Linked DNA regions of Sus scrofa: region 1 is linked to region 2. Evidence: chromatin contacts called from public Hi-C data. All regions are on one chromosome and are shown on one strand. Each heading gives the region's core, a stretch centred on a gene start, on an enhancer-like site or on the middle of the called end of the contact. The rest is flanking DNA. Distances are from core to core; before and after follow the strand shown. Region 1 holds the start of ANKRD33 (ankyrin repeat domain-containing protein 33). Region 2 holds the start of FIGNL2 (putative fidgetin-like protein 2).

Region 1 (5,625 bases), core at 1,190-3,689, 38 kb before region 2:
TGGGGGTGGGGAGTAGCAGTTACTCTTCCACAAAGGAGGGGATGTAGAGCTTCCTCCCTTCTCACCTCAAACCCAACCGAATAGGATGGGAAAGGGCAAAGCCGGAGGCTGGGGTCCCCCAGGGTGACCCACAGAGGGAACCCCCAGCTCAGAGAGTAGCACGGCCTGGAGACTCCACAGTGTGGACTTCACCCCAGAACAACGCTGTCACAGTCACATGTCTCAATCACACATCCCTGCATTCCTGGAACCCTGGTTTGTCAGAGCTGGAGATCAGCCCAGAGAAGGCCATTGACCTCATTACACTGGTGAGGCCCAGAGAGGAAAGCCACCTGCCCAGGGTCACTCAGCGGGCAGCAGAGCCAGGATGGGCACCAAAGAGTCTGGTTCCAGATAACAATCTTTTTTTTTTTTTTTGTATTAGGTTCTCCAGCCAGTCTAGGTTATCCTCCCAAGTTTTCTTTTCTGGGACTGCCATTCACCACTTAAACAGAGCTATCAGGAGCTGGACTTTGTTGCTGGTGAGAAGCTCCAGCACACTCTCCTCCTCCAGGAAGTCAGCCTAGATTGATCCTCCATCCACCTCTCTCCTCTCTGCAACTATGACAGCTGACTTAGTGCCTGGTGGGGAGGTGTGGGGGAGGAACTGGAGGCCACACAACATCCTGGTCCCCATGCACCTGCCATGAGGAGGGCAGCCACGCATTCCGAACGGTCCCGCATGGCAGCCTTCATCAGCGCTGTCAGCCCCCGCTGGTCCCGGCGCTCCAGGTCAAGGCCCGCGTAGTAGTTGATCAGGAAACTCACCAGAGGCACGTGGCCTGCAGGGCACCAAGGGCAGAGCTTGGCTACCCAGGAAAGGAATGACAAAGCCCCAGATCCACTCTCCACCCAACACGGCAGTGGCAGTGTCAGAGTGAGAGAACATTGGTGCAAAGAGTGTGGGCTGTGGCCTTGGTCTGGCGGGTAGAGGGTGGGGTCAGCAGCCTCTTACCTGCTTGGGCAGCCAGCATGAGGGCTGTGTCCCCCTCTTTGTCCTGCTGGTTCACATCCAGGAAAGGACAGCGGCTGAGCAGAGCCACGACACTCCGGAAGCCATGGTAGCATGCGACCATGAGGCCTGTCTGGGGGAGGGGCAGCTCAGCCCCCGTGCTTCCCTCCTGGAGCTTCTTGGGGGCCCTGGGCCCTTTAAATCCACATCTGACCCAGGGATGTCCCAGTTCCTGTGAAGACCCACTCTCTCCCTTCCTCCTGAGGACCCAGGCAGTGGATGCCATCCTGAAATTCCCAGGACGAGTGGGGTGACTCACCCTCCCATTGCCGTCCACCTGGGTGGCCTCCTCTGGGGAGACCCCATCATCCAGGATGGCTTGGAGCTGGGCAGAGTCATTTCGGACACAGGCCCAGTACAGGGCCCCCAGCGTGCAGCCTGGGATAGAGGCATCAGACACGTCCAGCCCTCCCCTCGGCAATGGCAGCTCCTCCTCTTCCATGCTGGGGGCAAGAAGGCGGGTTTCCCCCCTTCAATGCAGCTGGCATCTATAACACAGAATGAGGGGAATGGTGTCCCTCTGAATCCTGGGACATGTCTCAGCATCTGTGACTCACCCCAATGGCCCAAGGAAGAGTCCTTTCCTACTGGAGTGTCCCATCCCATTCACCCTGGAGAAAGGACATGCCGGTGGCAGGGAAGCAGAGTGGCAGGAGCCCTAAGAGGGTAGAAGTCACTATAAGTGAGGATCCTGGTGAGATTCAGGGAGAGCGGCAGTTCCCTTTTTCCCAGGGGACCTTACCTGGGGTTTGGAGGCTCCCTAGGAGGTAGCCATTGCTGGGACTCACAGTAAGCCCCAGACTCCTGAGAGCACTCACCGGGTCTCTGGAGCGCCTCAAGGTGGACTCTCCCCCCCAGGAAGCAACGCAGGTAACAGATGGCTCGACTTAACGGAAAGAGCTGCCTCAAACACCTCGGGGCTGAGCTGGATCAAGCCGGGTTAGTTAGGGATGAGGTGCAGGGCGGGGCAGGTGCTCTCCCCTCCCCAAGCCGACAGAGCCCCGCCCCACGAGCCTGCCTAGAGTGGGCGGGGCCCGAGTCCGAGTGGCTCCTCCCCCGAGGAGGGGGCTCTGAGAGTAAGATCCGCCTCTCCTGCAAACTCACACCTTCGGCCCCCTTCGGAGACCAGCTCCAAACCCACGCTTTGAAGAGTGGAGCCGGGCTTGGCAGGGGGGGTAGGGGTGGGAGAGGCTGTAAGTCACACACCTCTCTAAAGAGGGTGACTGGGACGGGCATAGGGGCCCCAGGGGTCACCTGGATCTATTTTTTTAGATTCTGGGGAAATTAAAGCATAAAGAATTGCTTAATTAGGGTACAGAAATTATGATATATTCAGTTTAATGGATTAGTTTGATGTGGTACATTAAATATAAAATATTTAAATTATATTCACATGTAAATGAATTATTTTGATTATTCAAATCAAACTATGGTTTTCATTATTTATTTATTTATTTATTTATTTTAATGGAAGGTTTTATTTTATTTTTTTGTCTTTTCTAGGGCCGCACCTGCGGCATATGGAGGTTCCCAGGCTAGGGGTCTAATCAGAGCTGTAGCTGCTGGCCCACACCACAGCTCACGGCAACGCCAGATCGTTAACCCACTGAGCAAGGCCAGGGATCAAACCTGCAACCTCATGGTTCCTGGTCGGATTAGTTAACCACTGAGCCATGACAGGAACTCCCATTATTTATTAAATTAATAAAATTATTATTAAATTATTCTTTAAGTTAAATTACCTTTTTTTTTTTTTTTTTTTTTGTCTTTTTGCCATTTCTAGGACCGCTCCAGTGGCATATGGAGGTTCCCAGGCTAGGGGTGTAATCGGAGCTGTAGCCGCCGGCCTACACCAGAGCCACAGCAACATGGGATCGGAGCTGCGTCTGCAACCTACACCACAGCTCATGGCAACACCGGATCCTTAACCCACTGAGCGAGGCCAGGGATGGAACATGCGTCCTCATGGTTCCTAGTCATGATTTCCACTGATCCACAATGGGAACTCGATGACACATATATTCGTGACAACATACATTTCATTGAAAAAAGTAGTGGTGGTTTGTTTTATTTTAACTCACACCTTAGATTGTGCTACAGAGCTTATTGTGTTCGTTCTTTTCACTCAGTGCTGTTTTGGGGGTTGGTCCTTGCTGCTTTTTATGCAGTGTATCAGTCAGGTGTTGTAACCAAAAACTGACCTCAGGGGTGTGGTTGCTGCCATAGGCTGGCTGCTCAACCTGCTTCCAAAACTGTAAAAGCTGGAAAGGTATAATGACACTTCCCAGATTCTTGTGAGCTAGGAATCTGTGATTTAAGTTCTGCTTTTGTGTAAGACACAAATTTGGAATAGAGCTAAGTAGCATGGGACATCCGTTTTGCTGTCACAAATTGTGACAGATACGGTTGGGGGGGTCTAGTGAGCAGTTTCCTGATTCGTCAGCTTCCTGTAGTAGTGACTTGTTTTCTGGATCACAGGCAGAGGTCATGTGCCTCTCAAAGCTGGGAGTTGTTCCCAGACCTAGAGCCTGCTTCTTTATTTAAACTAGCCAGATTTATTTCTGTTACCAGTAATTAAACCCTAACTGACATGTGTGGCTTAAACAAGTAGAGGTTTATTCTTCATACAAGATAAAAAGTTCAAAGATAAGAAGCTGTTGGTGTTGACTGAGTAACTCGATGATGTCAGGGCCTTCTCTGGGAGTCTCTTGGCTTTTCCTCATGGTCACAATATAGCTGCTGTACCTCTAGCCATCACAGTAAAATGTGGTGAAGGGACACTGTGGACTCTATGCAGCAGTTGGAAGAAATCTACGAGATGATGGGTCAGACATCTCTGATTAAATGATACACTCCCTATCCATAACCCTCTTCTCTCTGGTCACCTTTTGGTCAGGTGTGACCAGTTAACACAGTTTTGGCCAATGAAATGCAAGCAGCAGTCTGATGGGGGAGGCTCCTTGGAAAATCTTTGCTCTCTTGATAAAAGGTATGGTGTGTCCCTTTTAACCTTTCTTTCTTCCCTCTTATTCCTGCTGCATAGGATGCCATAGTGTGCATCCATCACATCTGACTTATCTGCTCTTCCAAAGGTGGACCCCTATGCTGCCTCCAACTTCATGCCACTACAAATACTGCAGGGACCATCCTTGTATATATCTAGCTGTGGACCCAAAAGAGAGCATCTCAGAGTCTGCTGGGTCATAGGGCATAGGGTACATACATTTTTATTGGCCACCTGCTCCCAGATTGCTCCCTATTTTAGTGACCCACCAAGAGTGCGTAAAAGTATCTCAAATCCTTGCCAACACTTGAACTTATTCAGCCTTCTAGTTTTTATCAGTCTGATGGTACAGAACTATAAAAGGATTTTTTTTTTCTTTTTCGGCCTCCCTGAGGCATATGGAGTTCCCAGGCCTGGGATCAGACCTATGCTGCAGCTGTGGCAATGCCAGATCCTTTAATCCACTGTGCTGGGCTGGGGATCAAACCCATGTCCTGGCGCTGCAGAAACACCACCAATCCTGTTGCACCACAGTGGGAACTCCATGCTTTATTTTATTTATTTTTTTGCCATACTTGTGACATATGGAATTTCCTGAGCCAAGGATCGAACCCACATCACAACAGTGGCTGGAGCTGCTGCAGTAACAACTCTGGAGCTTTAACCTACTGCATCACAGGGGAACTCCCTATCCTGTCTTTTTTATTGAGTTTTCAGGAATTTCTGTTAATATTCTAGATAATAAACCCTTGTCTTTTTTTGCCTTTTCTAGGACCACTCCCATGGCATATGGAGGTTCCCAGGCTAGGGGTCCAATTGGAGCTGTAGCCACCAGCCTACGCCAGAGCCACAGCAACGCAGGATCCGAGCCGCGTCTGCGACCTACACCACAGCTCACGGCAACGCAATCTCATGGTTCCTAGTCGGATTTGTTAACCACTGTGCCAAACAGGAACTCCAGGGAACTCCTTATTTTTAATATTTAGTCTTTAATCCATCTGGAAATTACTTTTCTATATGGTATGAGAAAGAGATCTGTTATGAACTTAATTGTGCCCCCCTCAAATTCATACGTTGGAATTCCTGTTATGGCTCAGTGGAAAGTACCCAACTAGCACCCGTGAGGACCAGGTTCGATCCCTGGCCTTGCTCAGTGGGTTAAGGATCCGGCGTTGCCATGAGCTGTGGTGTAGGTCGCAGATGCAGCTTGGATCTGGCATGGCTATGGCTGTGATGTAGGCCGGCAGCTACAGCTCTGATTCGACCCTATCCTGGGAACTTCTATATGACACAGGTACTGCCCTAAAAAGGTGAAAATAAAATAAAATATAAAATAAATAAATAAAAATTCATATGTTGAAACGTTAACCCCTGATGTGACTGTACTTGGAGATAGAGAGGTACTTATTATTAAATGAGGTCATAGGGCAGGATCCTGATCTGACAGGACTGCTGTCCTTTTTTTTTTTCTTTTTTTTTTTTTTTTTTTTTTCTTTTTTCTTTTTGTCTTTTCTAGGGCCGCTCCCATGGCATATGGAGGTTCCCGGGATTGGGATCGAATCGGAGCTGT
Region 2 (5,793 bases), core at 302-2,801:
TGACCTTGGGGAGTTCCAGAATCTGCCTGAGTGCTACTCCTGCTCCTGTATGTGGGTTGGAAAAAACATGGGAACCTCCCCCTTCCCCACCCCTGGGCGGCACCTGTAGGAGTGCCCAGGAGGTCAGAACTCAGAGCTTCCAGAGGGGGCCAGGGAGATCCCAGAGAAGGGGAGAGTTAGAGTTCTGCAAAACACAGAAGAGAGAGCACTACCCTGCAGGTGGGGGTTAGGGTGCAAGGGCCACCTTGTCCTGCTAGTACTCAGGCTGAGCAGGGAAAAAACCGAACAAACCTCCTCAGAAGAGGACCCACACACATTGCCCTTGCGCGGGAACAAAGATGGACTAGGGACCCTCCAGGTGCTCAGCATCTCCTCTAGGAAATGTATCTGCATCTTCCCACCTAAGCCCGCCTCCCTCTCCTGCAACATCCTGGGGGCAAAGGGGGTTCTGCCATGCGCTACTTGCCAGGCAGTCTTCCTTTCCCACCTGGATCACCGCTGAAGTCTTGCCTCAGTGTGTCTGATAGAATTCTACCTGCCCTTGAATGGCAGCACCAGTGTGTGTGTGCGGGGGGTGCCTTTGGGACTCTGTCGGGTGTCCCAAGTGCCTAGCCCAAGGCTGGGGCAGAGTAGAGGCTGAATTATGTATCTGTTGAATGAATGCACGGATCAATGAATGCCCCTGGGCACCTCTAAGCAGACCACAGGTCTGAGAGTCATCCTTGGCCCAGTGTGAATGCTGCCTTCTTGGGGAAGCCCTCCAGTGAAGTCCACGGTTTAGACGTCACATTCCACTCTCCGCTGCCCATGTTCAGGGCTCTCCGTCCCCCCTTGAACCCAGCCCCACCCGGAGTGGCATCAGCGCAGAGCGGTGGACTTGCTGGGCTGTGCGTGCCCCAGCCCCTGCGTCCCGGGCTGCAGCCAACAGTTCACCTGGGGGGTGGGGGATGAACGCGTGAGTCCATCAGGCTTTGGCCGAGAGGCCGAGAGGCCGAGAGGCCGAGGCAGTCCAGGGAGAGGGGATCGAAGGCGGCTGGCGGACGGGGCAGGCTGGGCCGGCTGTCTTCCCCTTTGCCCTTCGACCCAGGAAGCCGCTCACACCCGGCGGACACGCTCGGCCGCCCTATTGCTCAGTCCCGGTCTCCCCCCTCCGGGACTGCTCCCCACCCTGCCCGGCCTCCACCCCCACCCCAACTTCCCGCTCCGACGGCCCGGGAGAGGTGGGGGCGGGCCTGAGAGTGGCGCAAGGACACTCCACACCAAGGGTCATTTGCTCTTTTTTCCCCTCTGTGGCTAATTTATTTTAGAGCTCGGGGAGGAGAGGGGCGGGGCCAGGCCGGGCGGGTTGAGAGGAGGGGCCGGGCGAGCCCAGGGGAGGTGGGGGCGGGGCGGGGCGGGGCGGGGGCGAGGAGGGGAGGGCGGGGGAGCGGCCCGGGTGGAGAGGGCCGGGGAAGGGGCGGGAGTTGGGGGAAGGGAGGGGCACTCGGGGAGGGAGGAGCAGGGAAAGGGGAGGGGAGCAAAGGCCTGCGAGGGAGGGCACTGGGGGCGGGCGAGGGGAGGCGGGGGTGGGGGTGGGGGTCCTGCCTGCGGGGGGAGCCGGGGCGGCCCCTTGTCCGGCCACCCCCACTGCCCAGTCCCGCTCCCGCCCGCGGCGGCCGCAGCAGCCGCAGCAGTAGCGGCTCCAGGATGGTGAGCGCCGCTGCCCCCCAGCCCCGGCCTGTCGCCCCCGGCCTGCGCCCCGGCCCTGGGGCCGGACGTCCCCCCAGGCTGCGCACACTCACCTAGGACCCGGCCGGGATGCCGAGGTACGGGACCGCGGCCCCGGCGGGGGCAGGCGCGGGAGCGCGCGGGCGGGCCGGGGTCAAGGGGTGGTGACCGTTCGGTCGGGGTGTCCGGAGCTTTGTCCGCGGGCGCGGGGCAGTGCGAGGGCCGGAGAGGGCGGGGGCTGCGGGTCGCGGGGTTCAACGAGGCGGGGGTCGAAGGGCAAGGCCAGCGAGAGACCCGGGCGGGTGCGTGGGAGCCGAGGGTCACTCCCCGGGGGGGGAGGGGGCGGGCAAAGAAGGGGCTCTTCTCTCTGACGCCAACGGGCACCCTCTTCGCCGTCCCCCATGGTGCGGAGGCTGCAGCAATAGCGAGCACTAGGCTCTGGGGGGAGCCTGCGGGATTGGGGGTGGGGAGCCAGGATTTGCGGGTTCGGGTCCCAGAAGGATCCAGTGTCCGGAGCCCCGAGGGCCGGCCCGAGGCCCCTCCCACTCCGTCAGGTCTTTGTCCAGCGGCCCCTGTGTGTGAGGGAGGGGGGGGTGGGGACTGGGTTCCAGGCCCGGAGATTCCCCAGCATCGTGACGGGGCAGTGACAGGAGACTGAGGCCACTTGGGGCCCTGCGGGCCCTGCGACCCTCACACCCACACCCTGCCTTTCTTCTCTACTGGCCCGAGAGAGCTTAGCCCCCATCTCGGAGTCAGAGTGTTGCAGGAAGCCACATTTACCTTCACCCGTGGGTTATAGGCTGCCAGGGGGACCCTCTGAGCTCCCAGCTCTCTCTCATGAGCCCTTTAAACTTCCCCACTCTTGGTCTACACAGTGATTCCCTTGCTAAGGAAATCGCTTTATAGAGGGTCCTCTGTAAGGGTTGGGCACACAGTAAAGGTTGGGTGCTCAGCAAAGGTAGGTCTGCCTTCTCGACCCTTCCAGTCCCCGTGGCCTCTCCGGCGGAGGAGATCTGGAAAAGGGGCTGTGCGAGGGCGAGCGTGAGCGGCCTGGAGCCTGCGCCCAGCAGCGGCCGGGAGCCTGGAGCGCAGGGGTGGGTGGACGGGTGGGTGGGCTGTTAAAGGGACGGTCACTAAATCAGGATTAGGCCGTGGGGCTGTCAGGCTGCCAGGCCCTGTCTCCATGGATACCTAATTTGGAGGAGAATAGAGGACGGAAGAATGTTTGTGTTGTCGTACGCCAGGGCCGCCAGGGCCGCAGCGGCTGAGCGGACCTCAGCCCTCGGCCAGGCAGCGAGAAATGGCAAGCCGGTTCGAATCCCACTCTGGCCTTCCGCGGGGCAGGAGACCTTCTCGGTGCTCGGGCTCCAGAGCCTTCCCTGTGGAGTCGCTGGAGTGGGCCAGATAGTGCCGTGGTCCAAAGAACTCTGACCCTGCACAGGGAGCCCGAGACCCACCCAGAGTTCAACCCGAATCCCCGTGCGTCCTTCTGGGAACGGCCGGACTGGGGTTCTCCCGAGCCCCCATCCAGGAATTCCGAGCCGGGAGCAAACGCCGTTCTCTGCTGTGCAGTGGCCCTGGGAGGACAGTCGGACCGGGCAGCTCAGTACTTGGCGCTGCGGGACCCAGCCGCGCGCGGGTACCAGGCGGCCGCCGGAGCGGCGGGGCAGGGGGCGGGGCGGGACTTCCTGGGGTGGGCGAGAAAGGGGCGGGGCCTGCCGCCGGCCTCACTCCGCTGGTGACAGGCCTCGTAAATCCCCCTCTCCCGTATTTAGCGCCGTTTCATTAATTTCCACTTGATTCCAGTGGTGTTCCCAACAGCCACCCCTGTCAGGAGCGACCCTCGTGCTCTCCCAGTAGTATATTCTCAGGAGAGCCCTCTTGGGGCTAAAAGGAATTAGCTTTGTGGGGCAGTGGAGTTGCCCGACACCCCCCACTTTTCAGGGGACCCCCATCTCCCCGGGAGCAGAAGAGGAGGGCAGAGAGACACAGGGATGTGTTGGGCCTGCGGGGGCCTGCGGGATTTTCTGGCTGTGGCATAAAGGTGGGCTGGGCTGAGGATCCCGTGGGTGGACAATTCCAGTGCGCAGACTGGAGGGGGGCAGGAGAGGGACCAGACCGGATTGTGTTGTTCTCAGAGCCTTTTCCTGCCTTCCTCCTGGTCATCCATGGCCACAGCTTTTTATGGAGCAAGCATCCCCTCCCCTCCCCTCCCTGGGCTGCAGCTTTATTGCTGAGACCTCAGACTCTCCACGCAATTTCACGCCTCTCTGCCTTTGCTCTTGCTGTTCCCTCAGCCAAATGCCTTCCCCATTGTCCCTGTCTCTCCACAACCTCCTCATTCTTCAAGGCCCAACTCAGATGCCACACTTCCCCCATGTAGCCTCCCCAGAGCCCCCAGCTCTTGTCACTTGCTCCTCTCTGCACATTCTAGCCCTGCACCTGTGCCTCCCATCAGCCTCTGTGGCTGAGTCCACACTAGGCTTTGCCTCCTGGAGGACAGAGCTGGAGCGCAAACTTCCCTGTCCCCCATCCCCACTGGGCTTGGCACAGGGCCTGTCACCTTGTGGGTGCTCCGTAAATATTTGTTGGCTGAATGAAAGGGTTTTCTTTTTTTCTTTCTTTTCTTTCTTTCTTTCTTTCTTTCTTTCTTTCTTTCTTTCTTTCTCTTTTCTTTCTTTTCTTTCTTTCTTTCTAAGGGCAGCCTGCGAAGCATGGCATCCGGACACTTTCAGGCAAATAGCTCTGTGCTCCTGGGTGGGTGGAGACCCCTGGGTGGGTCTCTTCCTCCTCCTCCTTGCTGACCCTCCCCCACCCCAAGTCCGGGGAGGACTTTGCCCCTTCCTTTCCCCACAGGCCAGCATTCTTTCCCTGCCATTATCATCCTGTTAAACAGAGAGGCCAGTCAGGATCCATATGGATCACATTAACAATTGCTTATTATCTGGGCCAAGGCTGCCCCCACTCTCCACCCCCAGCTCCTACTGCTGCAGTTGCTGGACCCTTAGGAGCCCAGCCTCCCTGCCTCCCCCTCCCCCACCATTGGTCCGTCAGGGAGGGCAGGGGCTAGGCTGGTCTCCTGACTCTCCCTGTGCCTTCTCGTGGAACTTGCCGCTTGTGGACTCGGTTGGCAGTTAATGATGCCTCTACCTGATTTAACGAAAACCTAGTTCCCCGCAGGACCTTGGCTCAGTGACGTTCCAGGGCTGCCACAGGGAGAGGGGGCCCTGAGGCCAGGTACACCTGCGGTCAGCAATACCAAGAGCCTCGGCCTTCCAGTGGGCTGGGGTGAACCCCACTAGGCCGACCATGGGGTGTAGTGGTGTCTCCTGCCATCTCAGCCCTGGGCTGGCCCTGCTCCCTTTGGGAGCTAGCAGACTAGTGAGCAAGAGCAAGGCAGGAGAGACCTTGCCGGGCTGTGTGGGTCCCGAGCCATGTGCTGCAGTCAAAGAAGCAAGAAATCCAAGTTTCCAGAGTGGCTGCTGAGTCGGTCTTGAAGGATGAGGAATGGAATTTATGTTTAAATGCAGAAAGCCCAAGAATACTAGGAGTGGAAGGGATTGTCAAGATTGCCCAGGCTTGGGTCCATAACTGTTTTTTGATTTACAGACCCCTTAGAGGAAGGACAAAAGCCGTCCCCAGAAAAATGCACTCCATCAATCAATACCAGACCTTGTGTTCTACTTTGGAGGGTTCCTAGACCCCCTGAACCCACAGGAACCCCGCGTCCAGAAACCCTCGCCCTAGTCCAGGTCCCCCTGAAGTGCCGGGAGCAGAGTGGGGCCTGCAGCCCGGGCCTCCTGCCCTCTCCTCTGTGGCAGGTGGACAGGATGAGCTATGAGACCAGGGGTATCAGACGGAGCTGTCGGGGCTGGCTTTGAGTGGGAAAGGTTCAGGCTGCCTGGGTTGGGTATGGGCTAGTCGTCTCATCTCTGTGTCCCCTGCAGAGAGGATGTCCGGGGTTGTTTGTTTTAGGACCCACTCATTCCCAGGAACAAGGCTGCAGGGCAAGAAAGTCTAGCTCTTCTCTGAGCCTTCTTTTAAGTGTCTTGATGAAGCATGGCTAACTCATAGCGCTTATTGCAT

What was found. Hi-C and Micro-C count contacts between places; a contact is called where the count stands out from the background.
Region 1: a contact with region 2 is called in a Hi-C map of liver, with 2.8 times the contacts expected there. The contact joins the promoter of ANKRD33 here to the promoter of FIGNL2 in region 2. A contact is called at or near these places in 4 of 47 Hi-C or Micro-C datasets (embryonic fibroblasts, liver and skeletal muscle) and 2 of 2 datasets of contacts at active chromatin or transcription factors (alveolar macrophages and skeletal muscle).

What each region holds. Positions count from the first base shown.
Region 1 is chr5:17,244,154-17,249,778 of Sscrofa11.1, reverse strand. ANKRD33 (ankyrin repeat domain-containing protein 33) reads right to left here and starts at 2,439. Exons shown (of 5, transcript XM_021091670.1): 1 at 1,870-2,439; 2 at 995-1,539; 3 at 681-821. The coding sequence starts at 1,493.
Region 2 is chr5:17,205,055-17,210,847 of Sscrofa11.1, reverse strand. It overlaps FIGNL2 (putative fidgetin-like protein 2), which reads left to right and starts at 1,551. Exons shown (of 2, transcript XM_021091668.1): 1 at 1,551-1,805.